Regions from separate parts of the Zea mays genome. Here region 1 is linked to region 2. A link is a contact called in public Hi-C data. All regions are on one chromosome and are shown on one strand. The core of a region is the stretch at or near the end of the contact, and the rest is flanking DNA. Distances in the headings are between cores, read along the strand shown. Region 1 holds the start of LOC100381431 (alpha/beta-Hydrolases superfamily protein). Region 2 holds the start of LOC100274205 (KH domain-containing protein).

The links. A called contact is a pair of places that touch in the nucleus more often than the background predicts.
Region 1: a Hi-C map of tassel shows a contact between it and region 2, with 2.8 times the contacts expected there. The contact joins the promoter of LOC100381431 here to the promoter of LOC100274205 in region 2. A contact is called at or near these places in 2 of 25 Hi-C or Micro-C datasets (leaf and tassel) and 1 of 3 datasets of contacts at active chromatin or transcription factors (seedling).

What each region holds. Positions count from the first base shown.
Region 1 is chr3:175,078,423-175,085,256 of Zm-B73-REFERENCE-NAM-5.0, reverse strand. It overlaps LOC100381431 (alpha/beta-Hydrolases superfamily protein), which reads left to right and starts at 5,213. Exons shown (of 13, transcript NM_001174272.1): 1 at 5,213-5,388; 2 at 6,256-6,402; 3 at 6,484-6,510; 4 at 6,617-6,707. The coding sequence starts at 5,257.
Region 2 is chr3:174,910,419-174,917,894 of Zm-B73-REFERENCE-NAM-5.0, reverse strand. LOC100274205 (KH domain-containing protein) reads left to right here and starts at 1,919. Exons shown (of 7, transcript NM_001148577.1): 1 at 1,919-2,429; 2 at 2,993-3,078; 3 at 3,800-3,945; 4 at 4,276-4,401; 5 at 4,490-4,606; 6 at 5,558-5,701; 7 at 5,775-6,167. The coding sequence starts at 2,344. The coding sequence ends at 5,927.

The sequences.
Region 1 (6,834 bases), core at 3,964-6,463, 160 kb before region 2:
CGGACCTCGCCTACCTCGCGCTGGACTCGCCGCCATTGCCGGTGGGCGTGGATGGCTTCCTCCCACCCGTGCCGAGTCCCTGGGAATTAAATCGGAACCTCTACGCCCTTCTTCACCTCCCCCACCTACCTAGCCTTGGTCTGTGCCATCCGCGTTACCACCTGGCCGCGCCGCGAAACAGGTTCATCGCCGCCGCCGTTGACTCGGGTTACCAGCACCGGCGGGGTCTCGGGTTTGGGCCTGGGTGTTTCGGGTGGTGCGCGTGCTCTTTCCGTGGGTGATTGCGGACCAGCGACGCTGCAATTTCTCGCCGTGGAGCTAGCGCCGCCGTCTGTCCGCCAAGTGCTGTGGTCGACCACCTCCGCGTGCACGAATTCCGGTAAAGCTCCCTTTCGTATGTTCACTACCACCTTCCCTTTGCGTAGCAGTGGGTCAATTTGATTATGGGGGTGTGTGCGCGCCCTGGGGGCGGCTCGGCGACGAAGCTCTGTCGCTGCTGCATTTGCGCCGCCGCCCTGTGTCCGGTGGGGGAAAGGAAAGTAATGAGAGAGGGTGAGCACCTGCCGTCGATCTCCTGCGCAGCGGCCAGGATTAGATCCGCCCGGTACCGTTTCAGTGATTGATCTGAGCCGTCCGATTTGGAGCGGGCGCATTGGATTCAAACGGGGTAGATTAGATCGGGTCCGTCAATCGTCGATCAAGCGGTCGCGCTCGTTTGTCTGTTGCCGCGGTTAGTGATCCGTTTCTGGCCTCTGGATCTGATCTGAACGGCCAGAATTGAAGCATACCCCTTCGCCGTGCATTTTTGTTAAAGAGACCCCACGCTTTGCACGAATCTACCCGCAGTCCACCCTGTACAGCCCTCTGAGTCTCGGGGATCTTTTTAGTTTAGTCCCTGCACTTTCCAGAAAATAGTGCCCTGTCCAGATAATTAATAAAACCAGGGAAATCATCTAGAAAATGATTTTTAGTACAAATTTAATTGCAGAAACTTGTTTTAATCATAGAAAATTCATTTGAACTCCAAATTGGTCCATTCCAGTTCCTAAATTTTTGTAATAATATTGTCTACCCATTAGTGCCTCTGTTCTGACATGGCAAACACATTAAAATTATTCTTTCACTTAATCTTGTATTAAATGCATAAAACCTTAGAAAATCCATAACTTAAAATATATAACTCCAAATTTAATGATTCCAGTTCATGTGATCTTATTTTAATGTCTAGTTTATTACTGTATATTCTATTTGCATGTTTGGTGTAATGTTAATTTATGCTATACTATATATGTATTGTGTTGATGCGAGTAGACGAGCAAGCCACTGTGGAATCTGAGGTTCAACAAGTAGAAGTAGCTGAGCAGGAGCTCGTTGAAGGCAAGTTGTGCCCTTGATCACTTCTTTTTACCCATTCATGTTCTTATTATTCATAATGATCTGCATAGGTTAATTTTGATGGGACCCAATAGGATACCCTAGATTTGACTATCTCTATACCTTGTTTCAGCACTGGTTTTACTACTAAAGTTTTGGGTAGTTCATGCTATTTGCTTTATGTGGATTTGGGTATAGAGATATTTATCACTCATTTTTACACTTGTTATTATCTGTTCATTATTTTATGTTCATGATAAGATCATTATGTTAATGGGAACATGGAGAACCACCCGGGAAAATAGTGCTACCACAAGGGTTTAATGGGACGCCCTTGGCTGATTAACTAGGAAAGCTAGTGGAGGGCTACCTTACCCGAAAGGGGCAAGGGCAGTAGGGGAGTGGTCAGTGTAGGGAGGTCCTTGGGTTGATTTTGCTGCGATGGCGGTCAGACAAGAACCCTGCACTGGAGCTTCCTATAAACTGTAGCGGGTAGTCTGAAGCTAGTGGAACTTTGTAAAGGCCTCGTAGTGGTACCCTGCCTCGCTTCCTAGGTAGAGGTGTATGGATTCTGATCAACTCCGTGGCAAATGGGTAACACGACTTGTGGGTAAAGATGCGCAACCTCTGCAGAGTGTAAAACTGGTATACTAGCCGTGCTCACGGTCATGAGCGGCTCGGACACTCACATGATTAAATTATGGAACTTAAACTCAATCTGTCATTTCATTGCATATGGGATTATTTCATTATTACTTTTATTTATTATTTCTAAGGGTTGGTATTTACTTGTACTTAGTAACTGCTAATAAAATTTTGACCAACTTATAAAAGCAATGCTCAGCTTCAGCCTTTATTTCTTTGATCAGCCTTACACTTCATGAACTCCCACCTTTGGTGAGTTCATGTCACATTATTCCCCACAACTTGTTGAGCGATGAACGTATGTGAGCTCACTCTTGCTGTCTCACCCCCCCACAGGAGAAGAACAGGTGGTTCAGGAGGAGCCACAAGGCGAGGAGTATGATCTAATCTAGGTGGCGTTTCTCAGTTGACATTGGCGCCGACGATCCTTAGTTCGTTTTACATTTATTCCTTTACTTTGTAATAAGTCTTCCGCTATGTAATAAATACTCTGATGTTTTATGACATTTATCTCTATACACTCTGTTATTGTATATGTTGTCTTCTTGGCGCATGTATGAGATGCACCCGGCTTTGTTCCTTAAAGCCCGGGTGTGACATGTACTTACCAACCGTGGTGGACTTGCATACTAACAGGATTGTGTACTTGTCAACCGATCGGTCCGTTTCGTACCAACTGTGTCAGAGCTGAACCGGCCTGTATATGGCTGCACCGATCCATGTATTGGAGAATTAGTTGATATCGATCCCGACTAATTAGTACTTTATACTGTGTACTAACCACACGTTGTCACATGTCATCTCCTAATTGGTTCACAAAATTTCGACCGTTTGAAGTTCAAAAACAAAGAAAAACTCTAGACCCTTTCTGTAAATAGAGAGGAGTGTTTGATTTCATTTACATACATCACCCTCTAATTCACTTATCTTATTTGTAAAACATCCACACTATTTTAATATGGATCTAATATGGAGTTCAAACTTTAAAACTTTCAGCGACTTGCTACAGGCACAAACTCCACAACATCTTGAGACCCTTGTCGGTGTAGGGTAAGTCTTCTTCGATGACCCTTCTTCCATATATCATTGTTGGGAGGATGTTTCTGCTCATCCTTGTTCCCTGAGTCCGCAACCTCTATCAGTATCCTCTTCCTCTATATCCCTACAGATCATCAGTGTATGCTCCTCCTCCTAATGAAGACCATATCAATAATGTTCCTCCCGCCATAGACGCTCTTCCTTCTCACTTATCCATATGCTCCTCCATACATGTATGGGTATCTATATGACGCTCCTCTATATGAATCGTATGGTACCCCTCCATATGATGCTCCAAATGGTGCTCCTCCATTCATTCCATAACTCGTCTGGTACTCCTCACTCATATGGTGCTCGTCTGGTGCATTTAATTCATTTAGTCCATGATCATCAGGTGCATTTGCCATAACATATTTCTTCTTGTACCAAGAATCAATTGTAGTATTTTTTTGGTTTTATGATTACCCTACAAAAATAAATAGTCCTTTCGATTTTTTATTTGAGATTTGTTAGTGTATATTTGAACTATATAGTGTCAAATAAAGAGAAATAGAGGTAGTATTTTTTTAGATTTATTTAAAACACTCGCTAGCTACCTTATAACAGAAACCCAAACAAAAGGAAATTAATAAGAAAAAGCAACGTGATTTAGTACATACAAACTGTAGCAAAAAGGAATGAAAAAAATACTAAACAAAGTAAAGATCTAATTACTTGTTCAAAGAGGCCGAGAGGGTGTCTATAATCTGCAGGCAAGATGTTATGCGCCTGGATGGCTGAATTATAGGCAACAACCCTTTCCATTGTCGTGGCATCACAAGGTTTACAATTTGGAACGGGATTCAGTGAATCTCGGTTATTTTTACCGATTCGTTTCCAAATCTAAAAATAAAAAGTCAAACTTGGTAAAAATGAAATTGTGAACATTAAAAACATAATTATAAACCCTTAGGTGCAATGCAATAGGGTTCGGAAAGGGATTCGAGAAGACTGAAGGCGTCGTACGCCTTTTCCGCATGCTAGCAATACAAGGTTGATTTGCAGTTGCTTCTTGTGTGTATTGACTACATAGGCTAGGGACGGCAACAAGCATGAAACTCACATGTATAGGAATTATAAACATGTACCATGTGGTAAATACTTATCTGCGATGGGTACACTATACATCCCACACCCTCTACCTGTGAGTACATAATTATACATATATTTCACATGCGCGTGCACACACACATATAATGCGGGTACATAGGTTTACAGGCACATGTCCAATTTTTCGTACCCACGAGAAAAAAACAGTCGAGTTAAGAATCAATCCACAGTTCCACACTCGTGTTTGTGGGTATAAATCTACACCTAACCTCACATCCTACAAGATTTTCACCTACATGCATGCGAGTAAAATGTGTCCGTTACCATCCCTAACACATTAGCAGCCTGCTATGCCTTGAGCCCTTAGCCTATGGCTACTATGTAAGGCCCATTAACATGTTGTAGCCAACATATAATGGTGTCTCCAGCAGTTTAACTATCCTGATTTCTATCATATTTTTTATTTTAAATTTTACTTTGTGAATAGTACAATGTACAACGCAATGTGTTGGAGACGGCTTAAGGATTAAGAGATATATTGTGCTGCTTCCTATTTTGTGCAATATATATAACACATATACTTTTAGAATAAGTAGAGGAGTGTTAATTTTTTCTGCTTTGTTGGGGTGAATGCCATATAGCTAATGTGACAATCGATATAGCTGGAAGGTTTAAAATGCGTGATCGCTCGCTCCAGCACATACCTCCCACATGGACACATGGTTGATGGTTGGCACAGCGCTACGTCCGGTCGCCACGTCCCCACCACGCACTGAAGGCTGACGACTGACGTACGGGAGGACCAACTGGAGCCACAGCCACTCGACTGGTGGGTCCCAGTCTCCCAGCCCAGCCGCCCACCGACCACACACCGCCGCCAGGCGGACTTTTCCCGTATATGACCCCACCTGACAGTACTCCATGGCCCCGCGCGCCAGCCTCTAGTGCTTTGGGTTCTCCGCCTCCACCTTTTTTCCGCCCGCTCCCCACCACAAAACCGACAAAAAAACTGACCATTTTTTATTGCAAGGAAAACAAGCACCAGTTTGGCTCGTCTCGGCCTCGGCGCGTGCCCCCGACCCGTTGCTGACCCCGCTCCCCGGTGATCTGATGTCGGCGGCGGCACGCGCGCCACCGCCGCCGCGCGCACTCTACGCGCCGTCGAGAAGAGTCCCTTTCGGTGCCGTGATCCTATCCGCGCCGCGACCCGGGGCTAGGGTTCGCGCGGCGCGGCCTCGCGAGGTACGGCTCTGCGTTCGCTCCGGATGCCCAGAATCATTCTGCGTTCCGTTTAGTCGTCGTGGTCGATGCTGTAGGAGCTAGTGCCTGGCGGGGTTATGGGTGCTACCGCCTCGCGTTGCTGGTTTCGAGCTAAACGCGAGGTTTTGGTGCAATTTTGAAGGTGTGAGGTGGCGGGTGTTGGATTAGCTATCGGCCTAATGCAGATGCAATTGGGTCGCTTCGCTGTACAATCCTATTGCTATTCAAGCAAACAAACTGTTTGTTGATGTGTTTCTTTCATTTTGGCAGCTGTTTTTTTATTTGATAGCATGGATTGCCTCGATTTCATTAGTCGCTATGACTGTCCTCAAATCTTATATTTGTCACCTAGAGGCACTATAATGAAGGAAATTTTGGGGTAATTGAACTGATAATCATGGACTCACAAATAATTAAATTGCTTCTATGGCTGTACTAGTGATAGTGACTAGTCATTAGTTTCTTCTGTCGCAAATTTATGTGTTTGCTGTACTAGTAATCACTGTAGTTTATTTAGTTGTAAGGAGGGATCTAAGCAGCAAATCATTTCTTACTTTGACTATAACTAAATATTTCAGGTCCCACGTTTATTCATATTTACTAGTTCTACTATTTTTCTGTCTTGCTACTTTTAGTATTAAAAACAGAGAACAAAAAAGCAATCGGAGGGAGATCTGGAACTTAAACTAGGGTTGTTATGAAGAGATTACAACATTGAAGATCACATTAATTGAATATTAGCTTGCCTGCTTGATGGCATCTGCTAGTGCAGCTGTCCAAATCCGTTTGTTTTATGTATCATCAGCAGAAATCTCAACATCTTGCTGGGATTGTACCTTTTGGTTTCAGGGGAATGTTCATAACCATTGCCTGCTGACATCGTCTAGTCTGAATTCAAGTTCTTTGCTATGTCCTCCATGCAATTGTGCTCAAATGGCTTTGGCCGACACAAGAATTGCTTACCAGCCTGAAGTCGACAAGCATGCTGGAGTTCTGGTATGGAAGCTTTGATACTATTTTTTGTACGGGATGAGTCCTCTTCCCTTGTCCTGACAAATGTTTTGTATTCATCTGCAGGCCTATGAACTGGTTCAAGGGAATCTTGTAAGTTTTGCATTCACGCAAATTATCTGTCATTAGTTGTAAAACTAGCTTGATTTTGATTTTTTTGTCCAATCGACATAAATCAAATTCAACACTTTAACTTCAGGTTCAGTGGAATTCATTTATGGACAAATCAATACCTGATCCACCAACAGCTGTTCTTCTTCATGGCATCCTTGGGAGCAGGAAAAACTGGGGTAAATGAGGAGTCCTCAATGTGTCTGTAATTTGTCTTAATATTTGTATTGGCCCATTTTGTATTTTGTTATAGGTTTGAAGTTGAGTAACATACTTGATTTTTTTATATTTTGGTTGTGAACCACA
Region 2 (7,476 bases), core at 670-3,169:
AACGGCTCAGATGGAGCGGGCCTGGGAGCCTGGGACGGGGGTAGTTGCGCACTTGCGCTTAATTAGCTGGAGGAGTCAACGCTCCTCAAACGGACACCTAGATTCCGTTAACTGACGAGTACAATAATTTTCCTTATTACGACTTGGCTAGGGGTACATATGGGAAGACCCCGACATGTTTTAGTTCTTGTTTTGTCAATTGATTATAACATACCAATTACCAAGTGGATAGAGATGAATCTAATCGTAGTCCTAAGTTGTGTTTGGTTTAACGTCTCTAAAGTGCTTTAGTTATGTTTAAATGCATCAGAGTTAATAAGTTAGCTGCTAAAATTAGCTGAAGACATCCAAATAATCTAGCTAATAATTGAGCTATTGGCTAATTTTAGCAAATAGCTAACAGTTAGAGCAACTCCAATAGTTATGTAAACTTTAGCTCTCTAAATCACAGATTTAAGAAGTTGCTAAATGACTTTTGGAGTAAAAAAATGTGAATTCTCCAATAGTTCTCTAAATATAGGTTGTAATTTTGTTTTGTACTTATCCACATAAAAAATAAGTCACAAAAACTATATAATGCAGTCAACATTTTTGTTTAGGGAGTTGTTAAATGGTTGCCAAATGTAGAGAGAAAATGAGGTTAGATGACAAGTTGTTAAATTTAGAAAGTTCATTTAGAGAACTGTTGGAGAATAGTTTTCATGTTAACTACCTAAATTATTGATTTAGGAAGTCTTTTAGAGAACTACTGGAGTTGCTCTTAGCTAGCTATTTGTTAGAGTAACTCCAAAAGACTCTCTATATACTTTCTAATCTATATGAATAGAGATTTTTTTTATAAAAAATACCTTTCAACAGTTTATCTAAATGATTATCCAAATATAGTCATCTTCTATTCCTGGTTTCTCGCTAGCCAAATATAGAAAACGTGAATAAGAGCATCTCCAAGAGACTAGTTAAATAAGTCGTCAAGCTAAATTTTGGCTACTCAATAGCAAAATAAATCTCCAACAGACTAGCTATCTGACTCACAATCTATCTGGCTCTCTAAATTGGCTCTCTCACTAGCTAAATTTGGCTAGCCACCTGACTAGCCAAACTAGATAGATAATCTGTTGGACTGAGATGCAGATATAGAGTGTAATCTTTATAAAAACGTAAATAGATAGTCAAATAGAGAGCAAAAAATGAAGAGTTTCTTGGAGATGCTCTAACTCTCCAGAGCGCAAAACAAGGTATGGAAAGACTCTTGGAGATTGAATAGATATAGAAAGTGGTTTTAATATTAACGACTCACTAAATGATAATTTAGAGAGTGAAATTTAGAAAGACTCTTGGAAATGCTCTTAGCCATCTAATTCCATTAGTAAGAAAGAATGAGCTGGCTAAAAAATAGCTAGCTAACTATTAGCGGATTTGCTAAAAGTAGCTAATAACTAAACTATTAGCTATATGTTTCCATGTAGTTTAATTTTTGCAGCACTTTAGATGTTGACTTTAGCTTTTTGCCAAATAGGTCAATAAACTGATATCACTACATAGAATAATATAGTTACAATAAAAATATTAGCAATGTATTTCGTCATTTCTTGACAATACACCCATAAATTGAAAATCGCATGCTACCGTAGACTTTGACTGACGGCCTCATTCACGGAATGGTTCGCCACAGTTTTTGTTTGCTGGAACCGTGACGGGTGCACGTATCAAAATAGGTAAATGGGACCACAAAGAAAATACAAAACAAACGTAAATAATAATACTTGAACGAAATGAATGAGAGGAGAAAATTACAGAGCAAACTCCAGGCGCAGGCGCAGGCGCAGGCGCAGGCGCAGGGAGACCTCAATCATCTGGATTTCGGCGACATATACTACTGCAGGGAGAGAATCCAAAGCCCTCCCTCCTTTGGGCTTGTCTCTGCCTCTCTCTCTCCTCCCTTCTCCCACCCACCCCTCTCTCTTGCTGTGGGTGTGCTGTGGAGAGGAGAAAGGAAGTAGAGCAAGAACAAGAACTAATAACACCAACAAGAGCTGCTGCCAACTCCTGCACAGCCTGGGCTCTCATCACTGATTGCCCACCTATTACCTTCCTCTTTTGCGATTTAGAATCACCCATATATCTACCTGCTCTCGGTCCTCTGTGAACTCTCTCGTCTTCTAGGTTTCCCAGGCCTCAAGATAGGCCTCTGGACCAAAGCTTGAAAGCAGCTGCTGTTCTTGCCTCTTTTTTTAATTCTTCATTTCGTGGTTCCTGGATTTTTGGGTTCTTAGGTTTCTTGTATCTTCCCCCAACCTTGCAAAATCTTGTGGTGAAGTTTCTTGCGTTCGCTGTTTCGGGACCATGGACGAAAGGATTCCGCCGCCGTCCCTCTTGCAATACTCGCAGTCCCCTGCTCATTCTTCCCCCCATCCCCTCAATTCTATGAGGTATTCTTCCTCTGAAAGAGAAAGGTGAGTGTTGTTCTTGATTTTTTTTTATTTCTTTTGTCACTATTGTTCTCCCTGTTGTTCTTGGTGAGTTTTGTTTTGTTTTTGATCCTGCCCTTTCGGAATCCTTCTGAGGAGCACGAGATTTGATGCTGCGGTGGAGATTTCCGCTTAATTCTAAACTTCCGGATGCCATGTTTCCCCTTGATCAATGCTGCCGATTGTTATGGAGGAGTGATCTGTAATCGTAGGGACTTCTTTTGTGATGGCTCGCTGATAGATTTGTTACTGCTGTCCTAAACGGAGCTGTATGGTTGACTCGCTGCTAATGGGTGTAAACTTTGTGTGTAACAAATCGCTCATTGGCGATAGTCACATGTAAATTTTAATTTGATGGATCGTTCTGTATATATCATATCAAAGTTTCCTTTTACATTTCATTTCTGCGGGATTATAGCTGCTTTAGTTTTAGATCCTCCAAATTATGTTTCTTCTTTTGTATCACATGGATAATAAATTTAGCATTGGCTACTGTTATCCTAACGTTGATTCTTGTTTGGCAGATATCTGGCTGAGTTGCTTGCAGAGAGGCAGAAATTGGCCCCATTTGTGCAAGTTCTTCCTTTCTGTACCAGGCTCTTGAACCAAGGTTTGTTTCCTGTGCCTCCATGCATTACTAATGTTGTTAATCTATATAAGTTTTTTTTCATTAGTTCAACCATTGCGATTGTTAATGGCGCAACACACTCACTATCATTAGTTGCTATGCTTAGATTTCCCCCAAGTCTTCTAGGTTGGGGCACTTAATTGTATATCTGTGTGAAGTTTTGCTGGTTGCCTCTGCACTTTTGTCTTCTTGGGTTTGCTATATCATGTATTTTACTATTTGCTGATCATAAAATTTCGTTAGAGATTTTTTTTGTGACCGGGTTTTGTTGTTCATTCATTTGTCATATATCCCATCATCATATTGATTTTTCCTTTTTTATGGTGATAAAAAGATAATACTCCATTGAATTATGGCTCTAAAGAATAACTCGTGTTCTCATAGTTGACAATGGCTTCCATTTATGTCAACCCAAGGGGCTGCTAACACTCTAGTGCGGCTGCTGTTTATGGCAACCTATTTTTTTATCTTGTGGATGATCACTGGCTCACTGCAGCTAATGCCTATTTTTAGCGAAGTGGAGTGTTTACTATCTCATTGGTACAATGCAGTTCATGTCATTGTACAAATTTAGAGATCCCAGGCAGGTTGCCTTTGCCCCGGTTTAGAGCGGCATGCAAAGTATAAATGTCATTATTGTTTCTGGCTTAAATATGTATAGTTGTCTAATACTCTAATTGAGTTCTTGTTTTATTTAATGCAGAGATTTTGCGCGCATCTTCTATGGCGCCTAACCATAACTTTGTTGATCCTGAGAGAATTGAGCATGGTAGCCCATTAAGGTTACCTGGCCACCCAGTGAATGGTCAGCCGATGGATCTGGAGGGCTGGTCAGGGATTCAAACAGAGGTGCATATTCTGGCATCATTGTTGTTGTCTTTCTTTTGTATTTAGATTTTGATCATGCTGTTCATTTACCTTGAATCTGCCACTAATTGTGACTAGTCTTGTCTACCGATAGAATATATAGTGACTTGTAAATTTAACATGAGATAAAATGAATATTTGTTTTCCATGTCAGAATTTATTCCTGGCAATCATGAAGCGTCCTGGTACTGTTAATGGATGAGAGTAGATGTTGTTTGAAATATTTTCATTGAGGACCAAGCTTTTTACATTCTGCCTTAGCTTATATTGTCACCTTCTCTTGATATGGTTAATCATTTTCTTTTTCTCAAGGCTTCTCAGCATATGGGGGTTCTACAAGCATCATCAATGGGCTGGAATGGTGCTCCTGTACTTGCTGCCACTCCTGTTGTCAAGAAAGTCATGAGGCTGGATGTTCCAGTAGACAAGTATCCTAACGTGGGTAGCTTTTGTAAATACTTTCCTTTAAGCTTTGTTTAATATGATATGTCATATCTTGACTGCTTTACTCTTTGGTTGTGATTAGTACAACTTTGTTGGTCGTTTATTGGGGCCGCGAGGTAACTCCCTGAAAAGGGTTGAAGCTTCAACCCAATGTAGAGTTTACATTCGAGGACGGGGTTCTGTGAAAGACTCTGTTAAGGTAACTAAATGACTATTTGATGTTCCTTTTTATATTTCTGATACTAATAATATCACTGGCCATAAATTGAAATCATTTGGCACTTTTTCATGTACCATGTATTGTTGCAGTACTGCTTATGTGATTTTTTTTTTGAAATTCATTATATTTGCACATTGTTAACTAGCAATTACTCAGTTAATTTCACTTGTGGCTGGACAAACTTGTATATTGCATAGCTCATATCATGGACAAAGACAAACTTGTGGCTGGCCGCTGGCCCTTACTGATTTGTGGTTATATACTCAGTTAATTTCACTCTGTCACATTACATAAAGTTTATATTGTGACTCCACGCTATGATAGTGGCACAAAGTTTTGGAAAAAATCTAATCAAGGTTATCATTGTCCATTTCATTTTTAGTGTCAACTAATTGAGTTATTTCTAGTACCAAGCTGCAAGGATGCATTTACTATTTAGGATGCATTTACTATTTAGGACTAGTTACTGTGTGACCCACAAAACTACGTATGTCTTCCATTTCCAGTTCTGATGTAATAGCAGCATGTAAAGTTTAAAGTTTACTAGTAAGTTGAGTTGAAATGTTATTATACTTTATACGTAGTGAGTGATCATTTATGTGATGCAGTTTAGATACATTTATATAATGACTTCATTTATTCTCTATCGGCACACAATAGTATGATTTCGTCAACGGGGTTTCCTATTTTTTCCTATAATTTACCTCAAAAAAATATGTAGTTGCATATGGACTCCTTTTTTAGAGAAAAAAAAATCTTTCACAGCTAAGAAAGGAGTAAGATATTATTTATGATCATGGTTTTCTTGTTACATCTTATGCATGACTCAGGATTATTAGTACATTACTTTTTTATCCTTCCAAGTTATCATGAGTTCATGACCAGCCTGATGCAAAATGCCCTGAAGAGCATGTATGATTTCATTCATAGGAAGACAAGCTGAGGGATAAACCTGGGTATGAACACCTTAATGAACAACTGCATGTGCTTGTGGAAGCAGAGTTTCCAGCAGATATGGTTGATGTGCGTCTTAATCAAGCTGTGTCCATCCTAGAGGATCTTCTTAAACCAATTGTATGTAACCCCGTTCCTCATTGATGCCATCATCTAAAAAGTAATTCTGTTAGCTAACTGTAGACTTTGTCAGGACGAGTCCATGGACTACTACAAGAAGCAGCAGCTGAGGGAGCTGGCGATTCTAAATGGCACACTGAGAGAGGAAAGCCCAAGCCCTCACCTCAGCCCTAGTGTGTCCCCCTTCAACTCCACCGGGATGAAGCGCGCAAAAACAGGGCGGTAATCTCTGTTCCGAAAGCCTTCATCCCCCCAAATCAATCATGGTTCAATGCCCAATTATTACACAAGCTACTGCTGGAGATGATTGGTGATGCATATGCTGGGATCATCAGTGATGGCCTATGCCTGTCATGATCTGTGCGCTTTATCGACAAGCACACAAACATGCCTGTGCTGTGCTTGGACGAATGGTCTCCGGGCTTGTTGTTTGACTCTACTATTATTTATTCTTTGTGCTTCTGACTGCCTAAGTATTATTAACATTATTGGTTTGGGAAAGTTAACAAGGCCCGGTTGGCCAGTCGCTGTAGAAAGCTTGGGGAGAGGAGGGGGGGGGGGGGGGGGGTGTCAATGTGACGGACAATAATAAGGTTTCGTTGGTGTACCTGAGATAGTTGTAATATGTCATGTGCTGATGCTTTTGTGTGGTGCTAGTACAAGACAACCAGACAGCTATAGTTGAGGCAATGATTATTTTGCGTTCATAAAATGCATATCGGTGTGCTTTCTTCATGGTTCATGTACCGGAACCAGTGTAAAATAGTTCCTCCGTCCCAAAATGTTTTAGCTCTTGATTTTTATGTCTGTATTTATAATATATAACACATACATCAAGTCTTTCGTGAATCCACTATTTGTCTAAAATGGATTTTATTTTGGCACACAGAGGAAGTATCCTGTTTGAGCTGGTCTGTGTGCCAAATATAAAGGTGTATGGAGATGCGCTATAGCTTAGCTGCAAGCTTTTGTTTCCATGTTCCATGAGCAGGTTGTAGCCATCCAAGACCTCATGTGCAGAGGAAGGGCAACGGGTAATTTTCCATTGGATTTTAGCTCCTCATTCCTGCAACGATTTTTTTTCCACGGATCCCTACGAACACTTGCCGAGCACATTTCTTTCCTATCAATATTCCCTGCGGGATAAATTCCCGTCAATGATTCATGTCCACGTTTAAATTATAATTATATTGTAATTCATTTGTTATTAATGTAAAATATTATCATTTATACACATTGTTAGATATAAAAATCATTTTGTGTACATTAAAATGTACACATTTGTAGAACGGATGTTCTCTTGACAAGTTAATTATTTATTTTTATCATTAACTATTACATAAAAACACTGTCACATGTAAATTTAACGAGTCCCCGAGGAACAGGCCATTTACCCATTGGAGAAGTCTTCTCCGTTTACATCCCTGTGAGGGAAAAAACTTCAACATCACCATCTCTTTAGAGCTAATTTGGGAGCATAAAACTGGAGAAGATTGGAAGAGATACAATACTTTTCTTATTAATTTTTAATAAGAAGGTGATTTTAGTCCTTTAATCCCTTCCAGTTTTTTTTCTTAAACTAGACTTTAATAGAGAAATTCTCCACGGAAAATCGAAAATCGGGTCCCATTTCCATCGGTAAGGACGGCAGTTCAGGCCATTAAAGTGCCGGCAGGCCAGGGCTAGAGCTTACGAGACCTGCAAGTGGGGCGCAGAGCCGACCTGGCATGAAAGGCCAGCGCAGCAGCAGAAAGGTAGAGGCTCAATCAATCATT